Linked DNA regions of Mus musculus: region 2 is linked to region 1. Evidence: chromatin contacts called from public Hi-C data. All regions are on one chromosome and are shown on one strand. Each heading gives the region's core, a stretch centred on a gene start, on an enhancer-like site or on the middle of the called end of the contact. The rest is flanking DNA. Distances are from core to core; before and after follow the strand shown.

Region 1 (6,086 bases), core at 845-3,344:
GCCCGTTCTCCTGCAGCCCCAGTGCTGCGACACTCCAGCAGTCAGACTGAAAGCCGCATGGTTAGGGTGCGCAATTCAGTGGCGTTAGGCACCCTCAAAAGCACCGTGCCATCCTTCTCTGGAACTCTCTGCCTTTGCTAACTGAACTCCACTCTTTAATCAGCACCCTCCTTTCCTGCCCAGGGCAGCCCTGGTTCCACTTTCCGTCTCAGAACTCAGGTGCTCTGGGCGCCACGCGTAAGTGCTGTCCTGCAGTAGTTACCTTTCTGTGGTGGCTTCTTTCAGTTAGCACAGTGCCCCTGGGCTCCTCCATACCACAGTGTGTGTCGGAATTTCCTTTCCTTTCAAGGCTCCTTCATTGGGTGGAGAGACAGATGTGGCAGGAGGACGTTCTACTGAGCTGCCCTCCCACCCTAGGCTGTATTCCTAGGCTGTGTGTCCAGTAGATGCCCTCGCCTCTGAGAAGCCACGGCCTCCACCCTAAGATCATAGAACTGTGTGGCTTCATACGGTTATTCCACTGGTGTTCACGAAGGCCCAGCTTTGCCAGTGTTTGTCATTACTGTAGACTCAGTGACAAGTCCCTGTCAAGAGCTGGGCTTCTCGCCGGGTGTGGTGGCGCACGCCTTTGATCCCAGCACTCGGGAGGCAGAGGCAGGCGGATTTCTGAGTTTGAGGCCAGCCTGGTCTACAGAGTGAGTGCTAGGACAGCCAGGGCTATACAGAGAAACCCTGTCGTGAACACCCCCCCCCCAAAAAAAAGAGTTGGGCTTCTCCAAGTCCCAAATGACACCTACTAGTTTAATGACTGGCTCTCATGGAGGGTGCTGGCCTTCAGTGGTGGTCTGGCCTGGGAAGGTACTCAGAGAATAGTCTTTAAAAAAAATATATATATACATAATCATATATGTATATATGATTATATATGTATTGTATGTATATGGGTGTCTTGCCTGTGTGTATATCACAAGGAGAGGGAACAGGATCCCATGGGATTACAGTTATATACATGGTTGTAAACTACCATGTCGGGACTGGGACTTGAACTCAGGACCTCTAAAAGATAGCAGTGCTCTTAACTGCTGAGCCATGTTTCCAGCCCTCCAAAATATTTTAAATGTGTGTGTGTGTGTGTGTATGTACACATGAGTGCGGGTACCACATAGGCCAGAAGAGAGCACCAGGCCTCCTGGGGTTGGAGTTAAGAATTTTTGCTCATGTGGGAATTGAACGTGGGTCCTCTGTAAGAGCAGTAGGTGAACTACTGAGTCGTCTTTTCAGCCCAACATTCGGGTTATTGAAGCGGGCTGTGACTGGGCTCATCTTACCTGGTATTGAATAATGTCCTGTTTATTGTCTGCTCCATCCCACGTCAGCCCCATGAGCAAAGGGGGTTGAGTCCCTCCTGTCTCCAGGGTCCCAGGACAGTACCTGATACATCCTAAGAACGCAGAAAAGCCTTACTGGTTGGTGACTGAGCCTCTCCTGACCTTCTTTGCTCCCTAGGTCTAGCTGGGAGCTCCCCGACCTCCAGGAAGGAAAGATCGAGGCCATCAGTGACTCTGATGGGGTGAACTATCCCTGGTACGGCAATACCACGGAGACCTGCACGATTGTGGGGCCCACCAAGAGGGACTCCAAGTTCATCATCAGCATGAACGATAACTTCTACCCCAGCGTCACGTGGGCCGTGCCCGTCAGTGAGAGCAACGTGGCCAAACTGACCAACATCTACCGGGACCAGAGCTTCACCACGTGGCTGGTGGCCACCAACACCTCCACCAATGATATGATCATCCTGCAGACCCTGCACTGGCGCATGCAGCTGAGCATCGAGGTGAATCCCAACCGGCCCCTGGGCCAGCGCGCCAGGCTGCGGGAGCCCATTGCCCAGGACCAGCCTAAAATCCTTAGCAAGAATGAGCCCATCCCGCCCAGTGCCCTGGTCAAGCCCAACGCCAACGATGCACAGGTCCTCATGTGGAGACCCAAGTACGGGCAGCCACTGGTGGTGATCCCGCCCAAGCACCGGTAACAGCCAGGCTGCTGCGAGGTGAGACTCAACGTAGTAACAATATTACTGCTCAGAAGGAAACCCAGATGCCCTGTCGGTCATTCAGAAAAATACAACCATTCTACCTTCTCCCGGGGCGGATCTCACTGTGCTAAAACCGGCCGGCCTCCTGGCTCCTCCACGTGCTTCCCTGCAGGGAGGGGGGAGCCAGGGACAACAGGCGCCCACCCACCCCACCCCCAGGGCTCCTCTCCTCCTATCACAACCTCAGTGTTCATTGACTCTCCGAAACACCGCTTTTTTTAATTTTCCCCTCCTCTTTGTGGATGCAGGGGCAGGGGAGGAGGCTGGTTGTCAGGGGACCCAGCCTGCTCTTCCTGCCTCCCCTCTGCCTCCCCTCTGCCATGCGGCCTTATGTAGACTTGCTTTGCCAAACTTTTGCCTTAAGCTGAATTTAAAGGAGAGAAAGAACTGGAAAGGCCACGGATCTCTGCCCTACAGGACTTGCCCTCTTCAGTCAGAGCTGGGAAGAGGGGAGGCTCACCTGAACCCTGCTCCTCCTCCTGGGCGTCTGCGTGAGGGGGCAAGAGAGCGATCTCAGGTCTAAAACCAGCTGTTTTATCCTGTTGTTTGTGCAGAATCAAAACCACAGACTCTTCCTAGAGCTTCTATTCCACCCCAGTAGAACCCCTCCCCAGTACCTGCCGGGGGTGGGGGTACGAGCTGAGCAGGGCATAGATCCTTGACCCCACCCCTCTCCTCAGTAGCCTTAAGTTGCCTGATGGAGGTATTCTGGGAGAAGAGTCCCCAAAGTGTTGGGTTGGAGCTAGGTAACGTTTTCACCTTTGCTATCTCTAGAACCCACCCCTAGGAATGTGGCTTTTTCTCTTCCATTATCTTGGTCCCAAATGCCTGGCAGGGTTGGGGTTGGGGCATTGCCACTGAGTCTGGACAGTCCCAGCTGTCTTAAGGTAAAGATGGCATGCCCTTTCCTCCTGGCCAGCACTATCACACTTGAATCTGGGGTTCCAGCACCCAGGGATGCCCATACGCTAGCACACTGTAAAGAAGCCATATCAGAGCTTCTGGTTCATTCTCAGGGGAAGCGGCTCCCGGACTCTCTGGGGTGGGCTGCATATAGGAGCTAAGCACCAGCTGGAGGGTGCTTAGGTCCCTCCCCTCCCCATCATAGGTGCTCCTGGGGAGGTGGAGGTCTGGGGAGCAAGCAGTCAGCTGACTCACCTGGGAGGTGTCAGGCCATTGTGAAACTGGCTTGACACATGGTAGGCAGTCTTGGGGTCTCCCTTCTGGAGCCCTAGAACTTGTCCTTGAGTGATGCCATGGTTTCTAGAAATGTCTGCTTTGAGCTGCTTGAGGGACACTCCGTTAAGCGTACTAACAGCTGCATCACTGGATTCGAACCAGTAATAAGCACAGAAAACTGTTATCACAAGAAAAAGAATGTTTTTGCTGCTGCTGAGCCATTTGTAGGGGAGCCTCGGAGACAGCATGGGAGGTACAGCTAGATCCCAGCTCTATTTCTACACTTGAGACGCTTGTCCTTCCAGGGTACTTAATGTCTGGTCATTCTCAGCCACTAGGGCTGGGGGCTGCAGTCACCTGGAGCACACCGAACAGATCATGCCCATGGCACAGTTGGCTGGAGAGCCACTTGTCAGGGCTGGACCTCCCTGGAGCCTTCTCTTTCTCTATGTCATCTTAGCTGGGAGAGCCATGAGGTCTCAGCCCCACACTAGATCAGGGTTGGCTGGTGACTGGAAAGGCCTTCTCTGTGTTCAGGACTTCCTTGCCCTGAAGAAAAGAGACAGGCCCTGGTGAGGGTTGGGAGCGAGTCCTTGTCCTGGGCTGAGTGCTCTCTAAAGGTTTGGTGGGAATAAGGATTAGGAATCACAGTAGGGGTGGCCCGAACTGCTCTGGACATGGGGACCCCCAAACCCACATATCTTGCGCTCCTTCCCCACTGCATGCCTGGCTTTGCCCACCTGGCTTCCTTGGCTCCCCGTTCCTCTCTCCCCTCCTGCCTGACAGAAGACAGACAGGGCTAGGGAGAACCCCAGAGAGGCTGTGTGGGTCTGGGCGAGAACACTCAGCTTCTCTTGGGTTGGTCCCCTCGGTCCATTGCCTCATGTTGTTGACAGACCCCAGGCTTCCCTCTACTGCTGTCCTTCACACCCATGCCCATCCGGGCATGGACACTCACTGTTTCTAGCAATAAGCACCAACTGTCCTTGGTCACGGACAGTACTGTGAACACGAACCCATGCGTGCACTTACCAGCAGGCGCGAGACTCTTGAAGACAATGTCAAAGAAACCTTTTTTTTTTTAAAAAAAGATTAAAATAAAAGATATGTAGAGAAATAAAATTAATTTTAAAGCACCCTTGGCTCTGGTGGCAATTATGTAGGGTAGCAGGCTCACTGTGGCTGGCCAGGCTGAGAGCGTTGGGAGGACGCTGTGTGGCTATGTGGTTCCTGTGCTGAGTGCCTGAAGTCAGGGACTCTGGCCTGTCAGCCTGTACAGCTGCTCTTTCTCATGCTCCTGTCTCCGTCGGGTCTGGCACTGGGATTGTAGAAATATTCCTGACTAGTGTCCCAGAAAGACAGTAGACTTAAGAACGGCTTTTGCAGGTGTGTGTGTGTGTGTGTGTGTGTGTGTGTGTGTGTGTTACTTGCCCATGCACTCCACATGTCTGTAGAGACCAGAGGCCAATGTCTTCAAGGGCTGTCTATTTTACTTTTTGAGGGAGAGTCTCTTGATGAACCTTGGACTCACCAATAGGTTAGACTGGCTGCCCAGCAAGTCCCAGTGGCCCAGTGCTGGGGTTGCGGGCTTACACCACGGTGCCCAGCTTTACTTGGGTTTGAGAAATCCCTTCTGGTCCTTTCCCGTGTGCAGCAGGCACTCAGCTGAGTGGCCCCAGCTTTTGGAACATTTGTGTGGAAAGTTGGGGGACTCATAGTTGCTAGAGTGACTCTGTGTCCTGATGGTGGACTCCTGGCACAAGGTCATTTGTGTGGACTTGGATGAAACCCAGGCTTTCTTGGAAAGGGGCTCTTGGGCGCTGCCTGTGGCCAATGTGGATAAATAAATTAGGTTCTGATTCTAGAGTGGCTGGGCCATGATGGCCATCGGGGCTTCCCCATCTTATGGACAAGGAAGCAGGTTGTGAATGGGGGTGTTGAGAACTGGCAGACCTCATGTCTTACAAGAGGTAGAGCCGAAATTTGACTCCAGCCTGAGCCAGCCTCTGACACTGCATGCTCAGCCAGAGCAGAAGACTCTGGGTATACATTTGGTGCCAAATAATCATCGGTTTTTATTAGGGAAGTCCTTAGCCTGCAGCATGGCCTCCATCCAGGGTCTTCAGACAACAAAGGCCTTTCTCCCCACCTCACGTCCCAGAAGTCTGTGTACTTAGTTATGTACGCCCATAGAAAAGCAGGCTTTGAAGAAGGGTTAGCTTCACCTGAGGGCTGTAGGCTTCCCCAGAGTGGGTGTGGCCTCACTGCACGGCTATGAGGGGCAGGAAGTGCCCAATTCATCCATCTAGGCCTTAGGCTTGGCTTCTCTGGGTACTTTACAATACCAACAGTACTGGTCTCGGTTGCTTGAGGCCAAGACACAGTGCAGGAAGTTGCATCTTGGGCTTCTCTGGTACTCTCCATCAGATGGCTCCTGGGAGGTGCCTGTGTCAGTTTGGTTTTTGATTGTGGATTGCGCATGCGTGCAAGGGTGCAAGGGACCGTGATGAGTTTTTGTTGTTTTGTGGTATGTGTGTGTGTTCTCAAAAGAGTAGTTCAGACAGCTCACACAAACCAGACCCCAGGAGCTCAGGAAGCCATCTTTGGGACAGCATATAGCTAGCTGCACCACAGTGGGATGTGACAGCCTGGGTTTGGGTAGTGGAATGTGCAGGAGGCAAGTGGCTTCCAGGTGACATCTGATGACTCAATGAAAGCCTCCTGCCTGCTCTAGCTGACAGCAAGTTAAATTCAGAAGTCCAGGCTAGGCTGAGAACGAGCGAGAGATATCAAGTCCACAAAAGCAGGG
Region 2 (5,867 bases), core at 2,808-5,307, 640 kb before region 1:
GAGACAGACGAACATGCTGAGGCAAGACTGGTGGAGGACATGTGATGTTTGGAGGGGATAAACAGGACTCGATGGACAGTGACGGAGGCTGAGCATGACTTGCTTATCGAGCTAGCCGTGTGACACTTGTGGGTCTCAGGTCTTCCCTGATCTTTGCTTCCCTGAGACACAGCTGAGAACTTCTCCTGGCATCCCTCAGGGTCCCTCCTAATGACTCGAGCCAAGGCTGAGGTCTGCCTGTCTCTGCTAGATAGTGCCACCGCTGCTGATTCGTGTTTGCTATCCCGACTCTACCAAACTAGACTGCTGGTGTATCCATGAGGTATGTGTGAGTGGATGGAGCTGCCGCTGCTAACCAGTGAACTCAGCTGCCGATTTCCAGACAACACAGATGAGAGTTGCTCCAAAGAACCTTTCTAAACAGGTCCAAATTCCTGCCCCGAATCCTTTCTTTCCCACTATCTCTGGTGGGTAGTGGGCTAAAAGGAACGTTAAAGTGTTTAAGAACCATCATTAAAAATCGGTTTTGGGGCTGGAGAGATGGCTTAGCGGTTAAGAGCACCGACTGCTCTTCCAAAGGTCCTGAGTTCAAATCCCAGCAACCACATGGTGGCTCACAACCATCCTAACAAGATCTGACTCCCTCTTCTAGAGTGTCTGAAGACAGCTACAGTGTACTTACATATAATAAATAAATAAATCTTTAAAAAAATCGTTTTGAAACAATTAAAGTTACAGAGATCCATCAACCTCTGCCTCTCAAGGGCTGGGATTAAAAGTGTGTGCTACCACCACTCATCCATGGATGCCATTCATATTCAAACCACGATCCTGGATAAGGTCAAAAGCTGGAGTTGAGCTAGTGGCACAAACCTTTAATTCCAGCATTTGGGAAGCAGAGGCAAGGAGTTCTTTGTGAGTTCAAAGTTAGTCTAGAAAAGCACTCTAAGGCTTTGTATTTTTTTAATTTAATTAAATTTATTTATTTATTGGTTTTTCAAGACAGGGTTTCTCTGTGTAGCCCTGGCTGTCCTGGAACTCACTCTGTAGATCAGGCTGGCCTCGAACTCAGAAATCCGCCTGCCTCTGCCTCCTAAGTGCTGGGATTAAAGGTGTGTGCCACCACCACCCAGCTTATTTTATTTTTTGAGACAGATTCTTGTTATGTAGCTCTGGCTGATCTGGAACTCAATGTATAGACCAGCCTGGTCTCAAACTCACAGAGACTCACCTGACTCTGCCTCCTGAGTGCTGGGATTAAATGTGTGGGCCATACCTGGCTTTATTTTTTCGTTTTTTTAGACCAGGTCTCACAGAGACTCTAAACTGGCTTTGAACTTACTCTCTAGCCCAGACAAGCCCTAGACTTTGAACTTTCCTGTTTCAGTTTCTTTAGTAGCTGGGATTCCAGTTGTCTGCCACCAGGCTTGGCTTCCGTAGCTGTTAAATGGCCATACACCAGACCCTCTTGAGGGTGTGTCATCAGCCAGCCAGTCAGCAGGTGTTGACAGAGGCTGAGTCACATGCTGGGCCTTGGTGGTTTGGGCAATCCACAGGAAGCAGGCATTATTTGCAGCCAACAAAGCGGTAGCCAAAGTGGATTCGAAAGGCTAGTCCCCCTCTCTAGTCCCCTCCTGGATTTACCAGTGGTGGAGAACCCGGACTTCAGAACTGGGCAGCCTTACAAAGCCTCCAGACCACCACTGCTTCCCTGTGGAGAGCTGAGGGCCCATGACTCTGAGGAAGTGACTGGAAGATGTCAGGGCTCTGGTTGGGGCCAGAGGTGACAACATCACAGGAAACCCTGCTAAAGCCTCTCTGCCCACAGGATGTGACTTAGGGAGGGCTCATGAGAAACAGGCACCAGCTACGGCTTAAAACTCCACATAAGCCCTGCAAAGTCCTCGGCCCTCAGTGCTACTGTTACCTGCCACACCTCCTCACCCCCCCCCCACTACTCCTCACACACACCCCCGGGGGCAGTGAGTGCCAGGTGAGATCACTCCCAAGTTTTGTCACGCTTTCATGCTGAGCCCAGATTGGGAGGGGCCTTGACATAGGAGGACTGTTGGGAGTTTATGCCAAACTTACCTGGTTCAAAGCTAGTGTGGCCACTGACTGGCAGTGTGACCATGGCCCAGTCATCTCACCTCTGAGTGTCAGGGTCGTTATGTACAGTGGAGGGAAGAGCAGTGCTCCGTGAATAACTGATAATAGAAATAACTCCTGTGCAGGGCTAAAGGGAGGACTTAGCCACATCCTGTCATCATAATTAATGCACGTACTCTCTCCTTACCCCTGGTGGCATCCCCCCACCACCACTTCTTGTTTCAGGTAAGCAGTGTATCCAGGAAGGTAGGCTCTGGGTCATATGGCTTGATCTCCTTTAAAGCCCTGGCTCTATGGAGGGTCTTGAAAAATCTTGCTGCCAGGACCCTTCTCATAGTAGGTACTCTGGGGCTCCAGGGTCCCCGAAACCAGTCCTCCTTCCAAGAATCTTCAAGCCCAGACAATGTGGGATAAACCTGGAAAGCACTGCTGGACACAGTGATACGGTGAGTTGGGAGGGATGCCTGGAGTTCAAAGGTCAGCCTAGACTACTGTGTGAGCACCAGACCAGCCACGACTTGTCTCCATCAAACAAGAGGGGGAAGCAAACGGGAAGCCTGCAGCTGACCCTGGAGAGTGGGGTGGCAACTCTGAAGACAGGAGGGATTGGGAAACTGAAACAGAAGGGAGCTTGTAGGACCACAGACCAGGAGGTAAACGCTGGAAAAATCGGCCATGATCAGCTCAGAATTTCAAGACAGTAGAGGAAGACAGAACAGACTTCAGACTCTCCTCTCTGTCTCTCTGTGTTATTGTTGTTTTTCCTGGCTGTCCTGGAACTGGCTCTGTAGACCAGGCTGGCCTGGAACTCAGAAATCCATCTGCCTCTGCCAAGTGCTGGGATTAAAGGCGTGCGCCATCAAGGCCCGGCTCACGCCCATTTCAAAAGCATCAGGAGTGCCGGCTCAATGTTAACAGTTTTGGGGATGATTGACTCTGGACAGACCAGCTTTGGCGCGGCTCTGTGAAGGAAGGTTGTAGTAGATCCATCCTGACAACACAAGATCCAAGGGTTTAGGCCTGAGCGTTGATCGCTCACCGCCCACAGTGTCGCCGCGCCCCCTGGCGGCCGTCAGTTGCCATGTCAACGGCGGGTGGCTGAGACGACGGAGGCGGCAGCGGGGGCAGTTCTCTCTTCCCCTGGCCTCAAGGCCGCTCCCACGGCACCTCCTGCCTTCGCCTCACCGGGAGCACACTCCCGGTCCTGGAAGAAGGGCCATTCTGTAGCAGCTGGCATTCGGGGGATAAACTGAGGCACGCAGGAGGGAGCCGCAGGCAGGTGTCTAGTGCGGAGCCCCACCTCCAAAGGCAGAGGAGGGGCTGCGAGCAGTGACGCGCCGAGGGCGGACGCTGGACTGGGAGCGGGAGGGCGGGAGGCGGCGGCGGCAGGTGCGGCTGCGAAGGGTGGGAGGAGGAGGGAGGGGGTGGGCGGAGGGGGAGGGGAGGCCAGGACGGGCACCTCCCCCTTTATAACGCGCCCCCTCCCGGGCTTTCGGGCCGCCTCCTCGTCTGCTCTGCCTATCTCGCCCCCTTGCCCTGCCGCCCCGGGCCGGGCTTGGCCAGGGAGCCTCCGCCCCCAGGCCTTCCCCCCACCACCACCCGCCGCCCCGCGCAGCCCGGCGGAGGCGGCGCCGTCGGAGGAGGAGGAGCAGGGCACTGCGGCTGGCCCCGGATCGGGAGCCAGAGCGGCAGCAGCTTCGGCAGCAGCACGGCCCGGGCCAATGCAGCGGGACGCACCGCCGCGAGCCCCAGCCCCAGCGCCACGGCTTCCTGCGCCCCCGATCGGGGCCGCCAACAGCGCTGGCGGCGGCGGCGGAGGCGGGGGCAGTGGCGGCGGCGGAGGCTCCTCTGCAGCTCCGGCTCCCCCTGGCCTCCCGGGAACTACAAGTCCCAGGGGGCCTGGCGGCGGGCGGAGACCGGAAGAGGCGGGCTCGGCACCTCGAGGCCGGAAGTGGCCGTGGAGGCGGAAGTGGCGCGGCCGCGGAGGGGCCTGGAGTGTGGCGGGACCGGGAGCGGCGGGAGCTGCGGCTGGGGGCGGCGGCGGCGGCGGCGGCGGAGGCGCGCTGGAGGTGGCCATGGCCAAGCAGTACGACTCGGTGGAATGCCCGTTCTGCGATGAGGTCACCAAGTACGAGAAACTTGCCAAGATCGGCCAAGGCACATTCGGGTAAGATTAGGCCGCGTGGGACCGCGAGCCCGGGACCTGCACTTTCCAGGGCCGACGTCGGGTCGCCCAGAGCCCGGGCCGAGGTGGTCCGGAAGCTTCTGTTTTCGTGGCTGTTGCCCGGTCTTGCTCGGCCGCGGCGCAGACGTTCCCGGCCCAACCGAGCCGACTGGCGGGGAGGAGCCTGGGGCCCGTGATGGGGGTTGGGTAGGGTTGCTGAGAGCCACTCCGAATGTGAGCGGCCACCTCTAGGGGAGGAGTAGGGGCTGAGTAGGAGTAAGCAGAGGCCGGGAGGAGGACGGAAGACACGCGGTGTGGAATGACCGCGTCCCGGATCCGAGGCCGCACCCCGCCCGCCGTGGGTCTGGGCTCCTGCTGCTCCCCTTCGCGCGGGGGAGGGGCACTCCCTGCGGAAATGCCTTATGGGTCCCTTGGGTCTTTCTCTGTGCCTGCAGGGAAGTCTTTAAAGCCAAGCACCGTCAGACGGGCCAGAAGGTGGCTCTGAAGAAAGTGTTGATGGAGAATGAGAAGGAGGGGGTGAGTATATGGACCACTGGGCCGACCTTCTTCTAACCTGGCTGGGTTTCCACACCGCTACTTCAAAGGGTTTTGTGCTGAGATTCGACCTAGTGTTTTTCGGTTTTCCATGGAACAAGGAATTTGGCTTTCCATTTACACTGTTGAGCTTTAGTGGCAGAGTTCTGTGGGAGCCACGGGAGGGAGCCTGTGCTTTTCCCATGGAGTGCAGGTTGACTCTAGAAAACTTTCAGCTTAGCTTGGCGTTGAATTTTGTTTTGTATGAAGAGACCATTTGTGCACAAGCCGTTTAAAAGGCCGCTGAGCTTAAGGTGATGTTCTGAAAGGTGTTGTTTCCATCAGCCTCAGCAGCATTGCCTTTGTAAGGAAAATGCTGTTTGTCTTACTTTGCGTCTATAGGGTCTTCTGTTTTCTGGCATGTCTGTGTACAGCACTATTCTCCAGTACCTGGGTACCTGAGGAAGCCAGAAAGGTGTGCCAGGTTGCCTTGGATCATTTGGGACAAAAGATCCACTGTGTGGGTGCTGGGAATTGAACCTGGGTCCTGGGGGAGGATAGCCAGTGCTGTGGTGTGTGTGTTTCCCTGAAACAGGGACTCTATGTTTTGTTTGACACAAAATCTCTCTGTAGCCCCAACTGTCCTGGAACTCACTGTTTGGTCCAGGCTGTTCTCAGACTCACAGAGGATCAACTGCCTGTGTTTCCTGACTGCTGGAAATAAAGGGCTGGACTGCCACACGTGACCATAGCCAGTTTCCTTAACCATTCAACTATCTCCATTCCCAGGAAATTTCTTGATCTTTTTGGTTTTTTTGAGACAGGGTTTCTCTGTGTAGCCCTGGCTGACCTGGAACTCACTTTGTAGACTAGGCTGGCCTTGAACTCAGAAATCCACCTGCCTCTGCCTCCCAAGTGCTGGGATTAAAGGCGTGCGCCACCACTGCCCCACAAATTTCTTGATCTTAACTCACAAGTGTTAGTGACAAAATGTTTATCCTTATTTGGGTTGTCTAAAATAAATTCCCAGTCTGGAGTAAAGGGTTGTGATTATAATCCC

What was found. A called contact is a pair of places that touch in the nucleus more often than the background predicts.
Region 2: a Hi-C map of CD8 T cells shows a contact between it and region 1, with 2.6 times the contacts expected there. The contact joins the promoter of Cdk9 here to the enhancer-like site in region 1. A contact is called at or near these places in 2 of 484 Hi-C or Micro-C datasets (CD4 T cells and CD8 T cells) and 1 of 115 datasets of contacts at active chromatin or transcription factors (memory CD8 T cells).

The regions. Positions count from the first base shown.
Region 1 is chr2:32,065,194-32,071,279 of GRCm38.p6, reverse strand. Fam78a (family with sequence similarity 78, member A) reads left to right here. Exons shown (of 2, transcript NM_175511.4): 2 at 1,507-4,395. The coding sequence ends at 2,035. Among named protein-coding and RNA genes, the nearest start is that of Fam78a, 15 kb to the left of the region's middle. Within about 2 kb of position 2,094, at least 9 of the 459 cell types and tissues checked have an H3K27ac peak or open chromatin away from gene starts, as enhancers often do. A contact at or near this core is called in CD8 T cells, where this site is marked.
Region 2 is chr2:32,710,974-32,716,840 of GRCm38.p6, reverse strand. Cdk9 (cyclin-dependent kinase 9 (CDC2-related kinase)) reads left to right here and starts at 4,057. Exons shown (of 7, transcript NM_130860.3): 1 at 4,057-4,276; 2 at 4,729-4,810. The coding sequence starts at 4,185. Mir2861 (microRNA 2861) reads left to right here and starts at 3,953; the gene lies at 3,953-4,034. It overlaps Mir3960 (microRNA 3960), which reads left to right and starts at 3,869; the gene lies at 3,869-3,941. It overlaps Gm33457 (a long non-coding RNA gene), which reads right to left and starts at 3,531. Exons shown (of 2, transcript XR_001783272.2): 1 at 2,092-3,531.